3 separate regions of the Mus musculus genome follow, and all the other regions are linked to region 2. Evidence: chromatin contacts called from public Hi-C and promoter capture Hi-C data. All regions are on one chromosome and are shown on one strand. Each heading gives the region's core, a stretch centred on a gene start, on an enhancer-like site or on the middle of the called end of the contact. The rest is flanking DNA. Distances are from core to core; before and after follow the strand shown.

The links. Promoter capture Hi-C pulls out the DNA fragments that hold promoters and counts their contacts. Hi-C and Micro-C count contacts between places; a contact is called where the count stands out from the background.
Region 1: a contact with region 2 is called in a promoter capture Hi-C map of hippocampal neurons, with 4 times the contacts expected there. The contact joins the promoter of Stab2 here to the promoter of Arl1 in region 2. A contact is called at or near these places in 3 of 39 promoter capture datasets (the 3T3-L1 cell line and hippocampal neurons).
Region 3: a contact with region 2 is called in a Hi-C map of uterus, with 5 times the contacts expected there. The contact joins the promoter of Uhrf1bp1l here to the promoter of Arl1 in region 2. A contact is called at or near these places in 8 of 39 promoter capture datasets (the C10 cell line, embryonic stem cells, hippocampal neurons and 3 more), 2 of 484 Hi-C or Micro-C datasets (CD4 T cells and uterus) and 1 of 115 datasets of contacts at active chromatin or transcription factors (the SCID.adh cell line).

The regions. Positions count from the first base shown.
Region 1 is chr10:87,006,361-87,010,469 of GRCm38.p6, forward strand. Stab2 (stabilin 2) reads right to left here and starts at 1,582. Exons shown (of 69, transcript NM_138673.3): 1 at 1,417-1,582. The coding sequence starts at 1,521. All of the region lies in intron 2 of Gm16271 (predicted gene 16271), which reads left to right.
Region 2 is chr10:88,728,996-88,732,979 of GRCm38.p6, forward strand. It overlaps Arl1 (ADP-ribosylation factor-like 1), which reads left to right and starts at 2,419. Exons shown (of 6, transcript NM_025859.3): 1 at 2,419-2,569. The coding sequence starts at 2,566. Gm4925 (predicted gene 4925) reads right to left here and starts at 2,106. Exons shown (of 1, transcript NM_001037166.2): 1 at 546-2,106. The coding sequence starts at 1,721. The coding sequence ends at 1,323.
Region 3 is chr10:89,742,327-89,746,550 of GRCm38.p6, forward strand. It overlaps Uhrf1bp1l (UHRF1 (ICBP90) binding protein 1-like), which reads left to right and starts at 2,665. Exons shown (of 21, transcript NM_029166.2): 1 at 2,665-2,962. The coding sequence starts at 2,919.

The DNA.
Region 1 (4,109 bases), core at 332-2,831, 1.7 Mb before region 2:
CCAAAAGCTGTTGCCTGTCCATGAACTATGTTCTTCTAGCTGGGCTGCCTTGTCTAACCTCAATGGGAGAGGATGCACCTAGCCCTGCAGAGACTTGATATGCCAGGGTGGGGGATACCCAGGGGTGCCTCCACACTCTTAGAGATGTATGGGTGGAAAGATTGTGAGAGGGGGTGACCAGGATGGGGAGACAGAGAGAAGAATGCAGAGTGAATGAATGGATGAATAAATAAATAAATAAAGTATATATATATATATATATATACATACATATATATATATATATATATATATATATATATATATATATATATATTTGTCTCACATAAATCTGTTTGTCTATCTATCCTCTATGTATCTATGTAACTATCTATGTATCTATCTATGTATCTATGTATCTATGTATCTATCTATCTATGTATCTATCTATCTATCTATCTATCTATCTGACTTTCAAATTACTGTTTTCAAATGAAATAACTCATTTTACAAATTTAAGCCAACAGAAGAACAGACTCAGCTTAGAACAATGGTCAAGGCCAAGTGCCTGCACACAAGCAGGCCCTCCATGCTGAATATAATTGCGACAGCAATCCCTACCAACTGAAGCTTAGTGGGATTAGTTTGCTTGCTTACAGTTGAATGGCTAGTGTAGTGGGCAGCCCAAAGGCCTATCCTCTGAAATATTTTGAAGTCGCCATTGAAATATGCCCCTCTCTAACTTCTGGACTGGAGAGGTACCCACTGTGCTGTCTGCCACATTCTCAGGAAAGTGTCCTCAGAGCCAGAGTGAACTTGTAACACAGCAGCTCTATCTGCTGCTGAGATCCCATACTCCAAATACTGCTTATATAATTTTCCTGAGATTGCTCATCACCGAGACAGGTATGGCACCCGTGTGAGCTTCTCTCGAGTCTTTAAGGTCACCGTGGTCCCCCCACTCCAGTGGAGGATGGAGGAAGGCATGTGTGAGTGCCTGATGGATTTTGAAAATGTTTCGGATGCTTCCTGTTATCAACAGGGCGTCACCTCTCTACCCTGGAATTCCCCTGGTCACTCTCCTATAGCTATGCTCCATTTCTACATTTGGGAAGATGGCTGATAGATACCCAGAGTGATAAGGTAGCCCAACAAAGCCCAGAACATGCAGCTGCTCTGCCAGGGAAAGAGAAATGTCAGTACTAAAATCAGAGATGCCAGCTGAGGAGTGAGCACAGCAGACAAGAAACCGCCAACCCAGCCAGCCCCAGAAAGACAGTGCCTCTGGCTTAGGATCTTAGTCTTGTAAGCTTTTTCTTGATTTTAATGAAGCCCAGGTAGGGCTTTTTGACCAAGATTATATGGGAAAACAAAAAAAAATCGTCTAGAGTACATTGTGAAAGTTAACAAGTAAACGCACAGGAATGTTTATCTTACCAGTTCTGGGGCTTCAGTTGGGGAGCAGGCATTTTGCACAAGCAACCCCAGGAAGATGAGGATTAAAGGCAGCAGCTTGCCGAGGAGAAGCTTGCTCCTTGCCATGCCAGGCTCCCCTCAGGGTGACCTCACGATTTCAACTCCTCTGATGAGTGCCAGGAGAACTCTGTCTGCATTTAAATCTTTTCCTTTCCCTGGTTAGGAAGGGAAAGTAGGTGAGGCCAGGCTGAGAAACCACAGGAGCTCAGTGGAGTTGGCAACTCTGAGCTGTATATAAGTCCTGGCTGAGTGACAGGATTTCCTGAAGGGGCTGAGGCAGAGATCTGACCTGGGATTTCTGTGCCTAGCGGAACAACTAGGGATGGTCCCCTCCTATCGCTGTGGCGGATCTGCACTGGACCTGCCTGCAGCCCTTTCCATACCATACCACACCACAGAGAACTCCAGGCCTTTCCATTCCAACATATAGGTTCAGATTTTCTGTAGGGAGAATCTGTAGGAGTGCCCATCACTGTGCATAGACTCAGACACGGAGAGAATGTTCCAGAAGCCTGGTTCCTGCCTTGGAAGACAGCAGTGTCTTCATCCTCCTGTGTTTGCCAAAATTCATGTTGGTGCTGACGGTTGGGTTTTCCACCCACTCTTCTCTTAAAGATTATTGAAGCAGTGAGTGACCGAGCCTGCTCCTTTAATGTAGCCCTTCAAGGATGAGTAAGGCCATTTCTCCCAGGAAGACTTTCTCTTCTGCTCCTCCTGAATTTTTGCACACCCGTGTCATGAAAGCACAGATACACATATTGCAATCCATCTGTCTGTCTGTCCTTCTCCCTTGCCAGTTGTGAATTTCTTGAGGGCAACGGCACAGTGTCACTCTTTTCTGCACTGCCACTGCTTAAAGCCTAGAGCAGAAAATAAGGCTTGAGAATAATAAAAATAACAACAGCCAACACCCTGGAAACTCACTAGGTGCCAGGCGCTGTTCTAGTCCTCTCGGTGATTAGGGACAGGGAACCTGTAGGCCAGTCTGTGGGGGTAATTTCTTGATTAATGATTGATGTGGGAGGGTCCAGCCCACTGTGGGCGGTGCCAGCCCTGAGCAGGTGGTCCTGGATTGTATAAGAAAACAGGCTGAGGAAGCCAGGTAGAGCAAGCTGATGAACCCTGGTCCTCTGTGGTCTCTGCATCAGCTCCCATCTTCAGGTTCCTGCCCTGACAGCCTTTTATGATGGATTGTAAGCTATGATGTGAAGTAAACCCTTTCCTCATATAAGTTGTTTCTGGTCAGATGTTATTGAGGCAGTAGAAAGCAAACAAGGACAGCCAGTGCCTTGATTCTACAGCTGGGGGATGGCTGACCCAGCCCTGTATCCAGAGTCCGTGTTGTTTCCCACCGCCTTCTGCCCCTCACACACACACTGGGTAGATCCCCACCCCTGATGGAGACCATGGTGGGCCAGAGTCAGACCCACTATAGGAAGCATGACATCTTGGATCATCCACAAATAGGACACTGAGTTAACCTGTAGACTCATGGCAATAGAGTTGGTTAAATGCCCTTGTTTCTCTATAGCCCTGCTCCAAGTTTTTACAGGCCATATTGAGCTCCAGTCACCAGAGAGCTTTCTAGCATAGACCCTTTGGTAAGTAAAGGGGAGTCATGGATATTCATATCTCAATGAAATTCCACGTGGCTGCTCATTAGAATCACCAGGGAGAGTCTTAAAACCCTAATACCCAGTGTGTCCCCAGAGAAGCCACCTTGAGCTCCTCAGAGGGAGGACAGGTGAGAACTTCTTGAGGCTTCCTAAAGAAATCGAGTGATTTATTCACGGTCAATAAGATGGTGTGATATTGCCATAGTAACAGATACCTCAGTTTTCTTACTTGATCAGGATCTCTGCTCATATGGGTGGCACACCACTCCATGTGTGTCTGATCTTGTTTGACTAGAATATTACTTGAGGAGGAACAGTGTGAGAGCAACGAGATGCTGAAGGCCAACATCCCGTCAGCCATGTTCCCTCATCTAATATACCAGAGAGAGATAGATATGTCAGAAGTCTCTTTCTGGTACCTTTTCTTCTAGAAGGCTTGGAGTGTGATCTGCTCCAGGAACAGTTGTGATATTATGTTTCTAGTCACTGTTTAGTTCTGGGAGAAGTTTTATGTTCTCTGGAGAAGAAAGCCCTCACCAGGGGCCTGAGGAAGCCTTTTTTCCCAGGTTGACTGTTCCTGTTAGACTAGTTTGAGGGTCTGATTCCTACAACAGAGAAACAGTAGGAACAAGGAAGAAACAGCTCAACTTTGAGGATGTTTCCAAACCTTTGAGACAGAGATTTTTATTTTATTTTATTTATTTATTTATTTTGAGACAGGGTTTCTCTGTGTAATCCTGGCTGTCCTGGAACTCACTTTGTATACCAGGCTGGCCTCGAACTCAGAAATCCGCTTGCCTCTGCCCCCTGAGTGCTGGGATTAAAGGCGTGAGCCACCACACCCAGCTTTTATTTTTATTTTTTATAACTTTGTCAGCAATCTCTAGATCTGATGCTTTCATGGTCTGCCTTAGGGGAAAAATGGTGCTAGACTTTATCAGGGAGATCTTTTATTTTCTAGGCTATCAGGGAGTAGAGTTAGCCTGCTGAGGATCTGTGTACAGACTTCAGCAATCAGAGGCACTGACAAATACTGCC
Region 2 (3,984 bases), core at 1,169-3,668:
AAAGCAAAATAAACACTGTAGCATCTACTTTGTGGTATTCATCTTAAGATAATGAAATCAGCATGTCAGAATGCAATGTGCACCTATGTTTAACGCAGTATGAATCATGACTGTCGATACAAAGCATCAGTGGGGGCTAAAGAGGTGGCCCATCAGCTAATAATGACTATTCTTGCAGAAGACCCTGACTTAGATTGCAGCACCCACAAACACGGGGTTCACAATTGTCTATAACTCCAGCTCTGGACAGCTCCAGATGTTGCTGGCTTCTGAGAGCATCGGTCCTCATGTGTACATACTTACATGCATGCCATGGGCACACAGACACTCAAGAACTATAAAAAATAAATCTACATAAGAAGGTATAAAATCAACCTGAATAAGCTTATTAATGTGGAAAATATGATGCGAATGTACAAATGCACATGCTTAACAATAACTAGCCAGCCTTAAAAAGGAAATAATCTCACGTATAAAATGAATGTAGAAGTCATCCTGCTAAATGAAATAAGCTTAGTACAAAAATCACACATTTCCACCTACGAGGGCGTTGGAAGGTTTAATTCATAAGTAGAGTCTATGGAGACAACTCCGAAGCCGAGAGCGCAATGGTGACTGTCAGGGGATGGAGCAGGGATGCAGATACATCAGTAAGATGGTACAGATTCTTTTCCAACAGGATGAACAAGTCCCTTAGATGTATAGTCACAGCATGATGACCATATTTAATAACAATACACTGCCTATTTGATAATTGCCAAATAGATCTTCAGTGTACTCAACCTACAGGAAAAGGGAATATGAGGGTTTGCCTATTTTCACGGTAATCATTTCTCTCTCATGCATATGTATGTATGTGTGTGTGTATATATATCTATATATACCTATATATCTATCTCACACTGTGCAACATACATATAATATTTTGTCAATTAAACCCTAGTAATGCAGGCCGGGAGGTGGTGTTGCACGCCTTCAATCCCAGCACTCGGGAGGCAGAGGCAGGTGGATTTCTGAGTTCGAGGCCAGCCTGGTCTACAAAGTGAGTTGTAGGGCAGCCAGGGCTACACAGAGAAACCCTGTCTCGAGAAAAAAAAAAAAAAAAGCCCCAATAATGCTAGACTAAATCTTAGGCAGTTTGTAAATTTCCAAAAAGATGACCATTTTCATTATAAACCAGAACATAATAATGCAATGTTTCCATGTGGAAGAAAACTTCCTAAAAAAGGGCTATTATTATTTCCGGCGAAAACTCAAGAGCTTGAGATAATTGTACTTTTCTGTTTTGAGAAACTTAACAGAAAATAAGCCAATTTTTTTGTTCATTTTCTGCATTTGAAGTACTCTTCAATGACATCTTTCGCCTGAGATTCTTGGCCAAAGTCCTTAACCACCACACAGCTGCAACCTATCACTTTCCGAGGTTTCCCCTTTCGATCAATTTTGCAGAGGCCTACCCATTCCCCCAGCTTCTTGTTGTCATCAACCTTAATTAGGTTGATCTGGTGCTCAGCACAGAGGGTTTCCACCAACTTGATGTACATAGGTTTATCACAATTGGATGCAAGCACACAGAGATGGGCTTGGCGCTTGCCTAAGGCTTTGGCAGCTTCGTGAATTCCTCGCGCTAGGCCATCGTGGACCAGGGCGGTCTTCAGCACCTCTTGCAAAGCCGTATTGACGTCCATGACAACTCCAGCAGCAGTGCCTTCCTTAGCCATGGCGTGGGTTACAGGTGGATCCGACCTGGAGCGCGCCTCGAGCCTCTGAGAGGCTGCGCAGAAGCAAGACGCGTTTCTAAGAATTTTAAGAAACACCAAACCCTTTCACTATCGAAAACTACCTAACTTCCAACTCAAGTTGCAGGAGGCAAGAAGTTCCCAGTTCTGCGGAGGCGGAAGGGTGGTCGGTCAGGTGGCCACCCAGAGATCAAAAATTAGACACCTCGGGTACGAGGGTGCCCCGTGTTGGTGGTATGCAGTGACTGCGGGTGAGCTTTCTCGTTATTATTACGTAACCCTGGCTCCTCCTGCGGGAATGCATTTAGAGGAAAGTGGACCGCCTCCGCAGATGTGCAACCACCGGGACGCTGCAACCAGCGCCAGCATTCTGTGCCTTCGCTTTATCGAGCTTTTATTTTCCGTTGGCCGATTCGCCACTTTATGATATCAGAATTTAACACGAAAAAGTCTCATTTTAATATTTGAGAAGGCCTTATTGTCCAGAAAAGTGGAATCAGGAAACACTTTTGTCTTAAATTTTTTTTTGTTATAGTTGTGGCGTTCATTTCTGCTACGCTCAGAGCGCCTGGGAGTTGCATCGAAAGCGCCGACGCGGACGCCCAGACCTCCGTGTCCAGCGCGCAGTCGCAGTGGCCTTTCGCCCCGGCTCCCGCCCCCGCTGGGTGGACGACGTGGAAGTTGCTGGCCGACCAGGCTTGGAGGAGTCCGCTTCGGAACCGGAGTCCGGGAGTAGCGGAGGTGGCGGCGCCCAGGCTCAACTAGGAGTCGCTGCCGAGTCCCGGCCTGTCTCTGAGGATCGGCGAGGGCGCGGCGGCGGTTCATCATGGGTGAGGAGCGTGGGAAGGGCGTCAGGCGACCGAGGGGACCGGCCGGGCCGCGGGGCAGCTCTTCGCTACCTTGGCTCTTCACCTGCAGGGAGATTCCGCCTCCCGGCTCGGTCCTTTGCACCCGCGGGGTCCGGACTGATCCCAGCCCGGCCTTTTCCCCTCATCCTGCATCCCCCATCTCGGTTGGGTAGGCGGAACGGGGCGTCGGGTGCCTGGCAGCCAGGCAGCTGAAGGTTCACCGAGGTGTCTGATCCTTCGTGGAAGCTTGGTGGCATCGGGGTGGGTGTTGGGACTGCGTCACTTCTGAGAAACCCGAGGACCGGTGTTGTTTGTTGATCCTTGCGCTGCTCCTGTCTGCTCGCCCGCTGTAGTTAGCTGTCCGTAGATATGGTGGATGGAGTTAGGTGGATTGTGAAGTCCGGTGGGACAGGGAGTGAGATGTTCATGTCGCTTCGCTGATTCGCACTTCTCCAGGTGAGGGAACTACGGTAGACGTCCGAGCGCACCCGACGGTGGTGATGCTCCGGTACAGGTGGAGCTTCTAGGAGTTGCAAAATCTTCGGTTTCTGTCAGTATTTACTCAGTTTTCTCAGAAGTGTGTGGATCCGGTGCATTATAGTTCCGTTCGGTTCTCTGTAACCTTTCGGCGTTGTTTTTCCAAATCTAGACGTCTAAACGGGCAAAAGGACTTTGTCAGGTCACACCCATTCTTTCTGTATACAGCTTGCTCCGTGTTCGCTTTTCTAGAGTGGGCAGCTTTAATTCTGCCATTCCCCTCAAATAGCAAAGTGTAATATCTCTTCCTTTCTTCCTCCTCTCCTCTCCTCTCCTCTCCTTTCCGTGTGCGTGTGCGTTTGTATGCCTACAAGGGAGCGCTGTTGGAAGTCAACCCTTAGTATGCTAGGCAACGCCCTTCTGCTGAGCTGTATAGCCCCAGCCCTTTTAAAACTTTGAGATAGGATCTCACTAAGTTGTCAAGTCTTGAACGCAACTCACTCTGCAGCCAAAGGTGGCCTCAGACTCACTGCTATTGGTTTAGCCTCCTATTGGACCACTAGCCAAAAGGCCTTGCCTTTTATTTTTAAAATTGTGTGTGTATCCGTGTATATTATATGTTGAGCATATTCTTCATATCCCCCACGTTTCCGTTTTCTCACTTTCTATTGTGAATCTTTTTTTTTTTTTCCTCCCTTTAGTGACTTTTGAAGGCAAAGTATTTGTGCCACAAATGCTTTTACATCTCAGGGTGCCTTGGGTACATAAAGGTTCCTGGGAATATTTTATAAAGTAGTGAATGTCGGGGTTTTTTTTTTTGTTTTTTTTTTTTTTTTTTTTTTTTTTTTTTTTTGTCTAAAATATGAGTTTCTAATGCACTCAGGAAACAGAGGCAGGCGGATCTCTATGTGAGTTTGAGG
Region 3 (4,224 bases), core at 1,415-3,914, 1.0 Mb after region 2:
TCAAAGGGCTCAAAAAAGTTAAAATGCTAAAGATTAATTGCACCAATTTTTCCCTAACTTTTGCATACACTCGTGTGTACTATGAGTACATATAAACTAAAATTTTTAAAAATTTACTTTTATGTGTGTCATGGTTTGTATATTCTTGGACTAGGGAGTAGCACCATTTGGAGGTGTGGCCTTGTTGGAATGGGTGTATCACTGTGGGTGTGGGCTTAAGACCCTCACCCTAGTTGCCTGGGAAGACTAGCAGACTTTGGATGAAGAGATAGAACTCTCAGCTCTGCCTGTGCCATGACAGCCTGGATGCTGCCATGCTCCCACCTTGATGATAATGGATTGAACCTCTGAACCTGTAAGCCAGCCCCAATTAAATGTTGTGTTTTATAAGACTTGCCTTGGTCATGGTGTCTGTTCACAGCAGTAAAACCCTAACTAAGACAATGTGTATTGGTGTTTTGCCTGCATGTATGTCTGTGTGAGGGTGTCAGATCTTGGAGTTACAAACAGGTATGAGTCACCATGTGGATGCTGGGATTTGAACCCACTTCCTGTAGAAGAAGAGCCAGTGCTCTTAACCACTGAGCCATCTCTCCAGCCCCTATGCTAAAATGATGAAGGCAGGGAGCTGCTGTATTAGAGTTATTATGACTCTGTAGGAAGTCCAGGGCAGAAGAAAGGTGTCTGTGGGTGTTGGCAGTTTGAAGTACACTAGACTATCCAGTCTGTACTGTGCTCAGAGGCTGTCCGAGCCTCAAGAACTTCCTTGTGTTCTGTTGCTCTATGTTTGTTTGTCCTAATAGTTCATAATCAGGGCGAAGCAGGAGGTTTGGCTAGCCTTTCTTTGCCCCTCCCCACACCCTATGTTTGGTTTGTCAATCAAATGTTACTTTTAACATTTATTCCTCTGCAAATACAGCTGATTTCCACCTAATCATTTCTAAGAGAAGAAACTTCAGGTCAACTGAAGAAAAGGGTTGGGCCGGGGGATAAGGGATGTTATCTTACTGAATCAGAGACTGGGGACAAGGGATGTTATCTTACTGAAGCTCAGAGACGGAGAGGAGCAGGGTTCTGGGCAGAGACTGGGAATGAGTCACCCAGCTAGGGACAAGACCTGGCTGGCTGCAGGCGGCCTTCGCTAGTCTAGTAAGGCTCTGAAGTACAACCCATCACTGTCATGCCAGCTTCCAAGTAGGAGTCAGTCCCAAGACAGGCATTTTTATGAGTTGTTATGGATCCTATGTCCAAGTAATAAAATCTTGGCTTTGTAGTTATTTTTATTTTTTTATTTTTTCAAGAGAAGGTGTTGCTAAGTAGATCATGGTGACCTCAGACTTGTAGCACTCCTCCTGCCTCTGTCCCCGAAGGGCTGACATTACAGACCCATGTGTCACTACACCCAGCTTGGTTCCCTTCAAACAGCTCAGATTGCTTTCATCCTTGCACAGTATTTGTGTTAGCAGATTCTTGTTACCCTGGCATGCTTCAAGCATTGTGAACTCTAATGCTGCTTCTTCCCACCTCAAATGGCTACACTGTCTCTCTCTCCCACCTGTTTATGAAATATTTTAGTGATTTATATCTTTTTCAAAACCTGCTTCTACAACAGGTGGCCAGACAATATGGCCCAGACACACCAACAGTACCTACTAGGGCCCCTACCAAACCATCCCTAAGGGCAGACACTATATTTTAAAGATGATTAAAAGTGAGGTTAACGGCTGAGAGAGCTGGCTTAGCAGACAATACACTTGCCATTCAATCATCAGGACTTGAACTTGAGTCTCCAGAATTCACATGAAGCCAGAAGTCTGTAATCCCAGCACTCTTTAGGCAATATGGGAGAGGCAACAAGAGACCAACAAGAGGATCCTAGGAACCAGGTAACCTGGAGTACACAAGTAGCTGTTGAGGAAGAGATAGAAGAAAGTGAGGCACTACACCCAGGGCTGTTCTCTGACGTCCCCTTGTGTGACCAAAGTCACATTCATACATGAAGTGAAACTAAAGCTGAAAACAATCTTTCCAAGTTAACATAGCTAGAAAATATTAGAACCAGGACTTCATTTTGGGCATTCCATTTCAAAATTTCTACTAAGTGTGTCTATGTGTGTGTGTGTCCAGAGGATAACTTTCAAGGGCAGTTCTTTCCTTCATGGTGGTTTGGTCATCAAGTTCAGATCATCAAGCTTGCTTGACAAGTACTCTTGCTGGCTGAGAGCCATCTCACTGGCTCTAGACTTTCTAACTTCTAGGTCTTTAGGTATATTCGGTTAAATATGACATGCTGTCAATTTTACTTCCTTTAAGGTTAGACCAACGAATGGAAACATTAAATTACAGCCGTTAGTCTAAGGGAAGGATCTTGGTAAAAGAAACTGAGATTAAAAAGCTGAAATGGCCAAAAGAATAACATAAACAGAGCTACTTGTAGAGCAGAAAGTTGAGTTCGGAGGAAATGAAGAAGCAAGACTAGGATGTCAGCGAGAGAGGCACAGACAAGATGAAAGGGATGAAGAAAAGATGAAAGCCCAAGTACCAACTAGGAAAGGGCAGCGGAGGACCTAGTGGGAGTCCGAAGTAGGCAGGGCTGAAGATTCCCGGAACTCCCACAGGTCCCGCCCACCTCGAGCTCGCTCCGCCCCCCCGACTCCTCTCCCCGCCCCCGGTCTCTTAGGTGATGCTGCAGCCAAGATGGCGCTGGCGGCGGCCGCGGCGGCCTGAGCGTCATGCTTCGGGCTCTCGGCGGCGGCTGCGGCGGCTGTGGCCTCGGCCAGGCCCTCGAGTCTCTTCTGAGAGTGATCTCTCCGGCGCTTCTCCTCCGGGCCGGTGAGGCGGGACCGAAAGAAGACTGCCGCGAAGTGAGGAGGCTGTGAGGAGCGACAAGAGAGCGGCGCTCCAGCCCGGCGGGCACCATGGCTGGGATCATCAAGAAACAGATCCTGAAGCACCTCTCCAGGTCAGCGAGCGCTCGGGGCCGGTCCCGTCCGCTGGCCGCCGGTTCTCGGGTCCAGGTCGCAGGTTCGGGCTCTGCCGGTGCCGCTGGCGCCCCCGACCGGCCTCCGGAGTCACGCGGAGGGCGGCGGGGCTCGGCGGGCCGGGGTCTCCTCCTCCGCCGGGGGCCGCTCCTGCGCCGAGGCTGGTGACGTCCCCGGCGTCACTCAGGTGCTGGGTGGATGGGGTTGGGCTGGGACCCGGTCCGGCTCGGAAGCTCCCGGGGCTCGGAGCCGAGCGGCTCCGTTAGCCGAGGACTGGGGTGTGTGTGTGCCAGTGAAACGTTAACCTTGGGATTGTTCTCGGTGCCCCCTACCTGGCGTCCCCGCTCCGCTGCACGGGAGGGTGTGCTTGTTTGCACAGTTCGGATTTGTTTTAGGGGAAATTAAGCAGGACTTCTCCGCTTCGGCCAGTTCTCCGTGGAAGTCGTTTTCAGTCCCGCATCGCGTTCGTTCTTGCTGCAGAGTTTTCCGATTTTGTTCCGCGACCCTTGAGTTCAGGGAGTTAACGTCCCTGGTGTTTAAACCCCAGACGTGTCACTCTTTCCATTTCATAACACAGTTTTAGTCAGAAACATGACTCAGTAAACTGGCAGTTTGTTACTGCTCTTGGCTTCTCCATATTTGTCTCAAGAAACAGGCTAAATGTAGGACCCTGTTCCAAGTTGGTGACAGAGAATTAAAAGCTCTTGGTTAGGATCTCTTTCTCTCCTCTGTTATTTGTAAGTTAATGAATGCTTTTAACTGATTAAAGGAACGTTCTCAGGTTTAATGATAGACTTGTATAGTAAACATGTCTTCATTTTCTGGATATGTGTGTGTGTGTGTGTAATACATATATATATATTACAGTTGAGAACATATTGAACAAAACAATACTATGATTCAGCAGATATTTTCCTGACATTATATCTTTATATTGAATAAAATTTAATACACACAGTATGTATACATAAAGTATCAAACTATAGCAAAGTTTGTGACCGTGTGTTTGGTTCTTAGTATCACTAATTAGAGAGAGAGAGAGAGAGTGAGTGTGTGTGTGTGTGTGTGTGTGTGTGTATTTAAACAGGTTAAGTAGCTCAGGCTGTCCTGAAAATAAATCTCAGGCTACCCTCAAGTTCAGTGTCATCCTGCCTCACCTTCCTGAGTGCTGAGATTACAGGTCTGTGCTACCATGCTTTGTTGGATTTTTTTTAATTATATAGATAGTGCAATACTGAGTCAT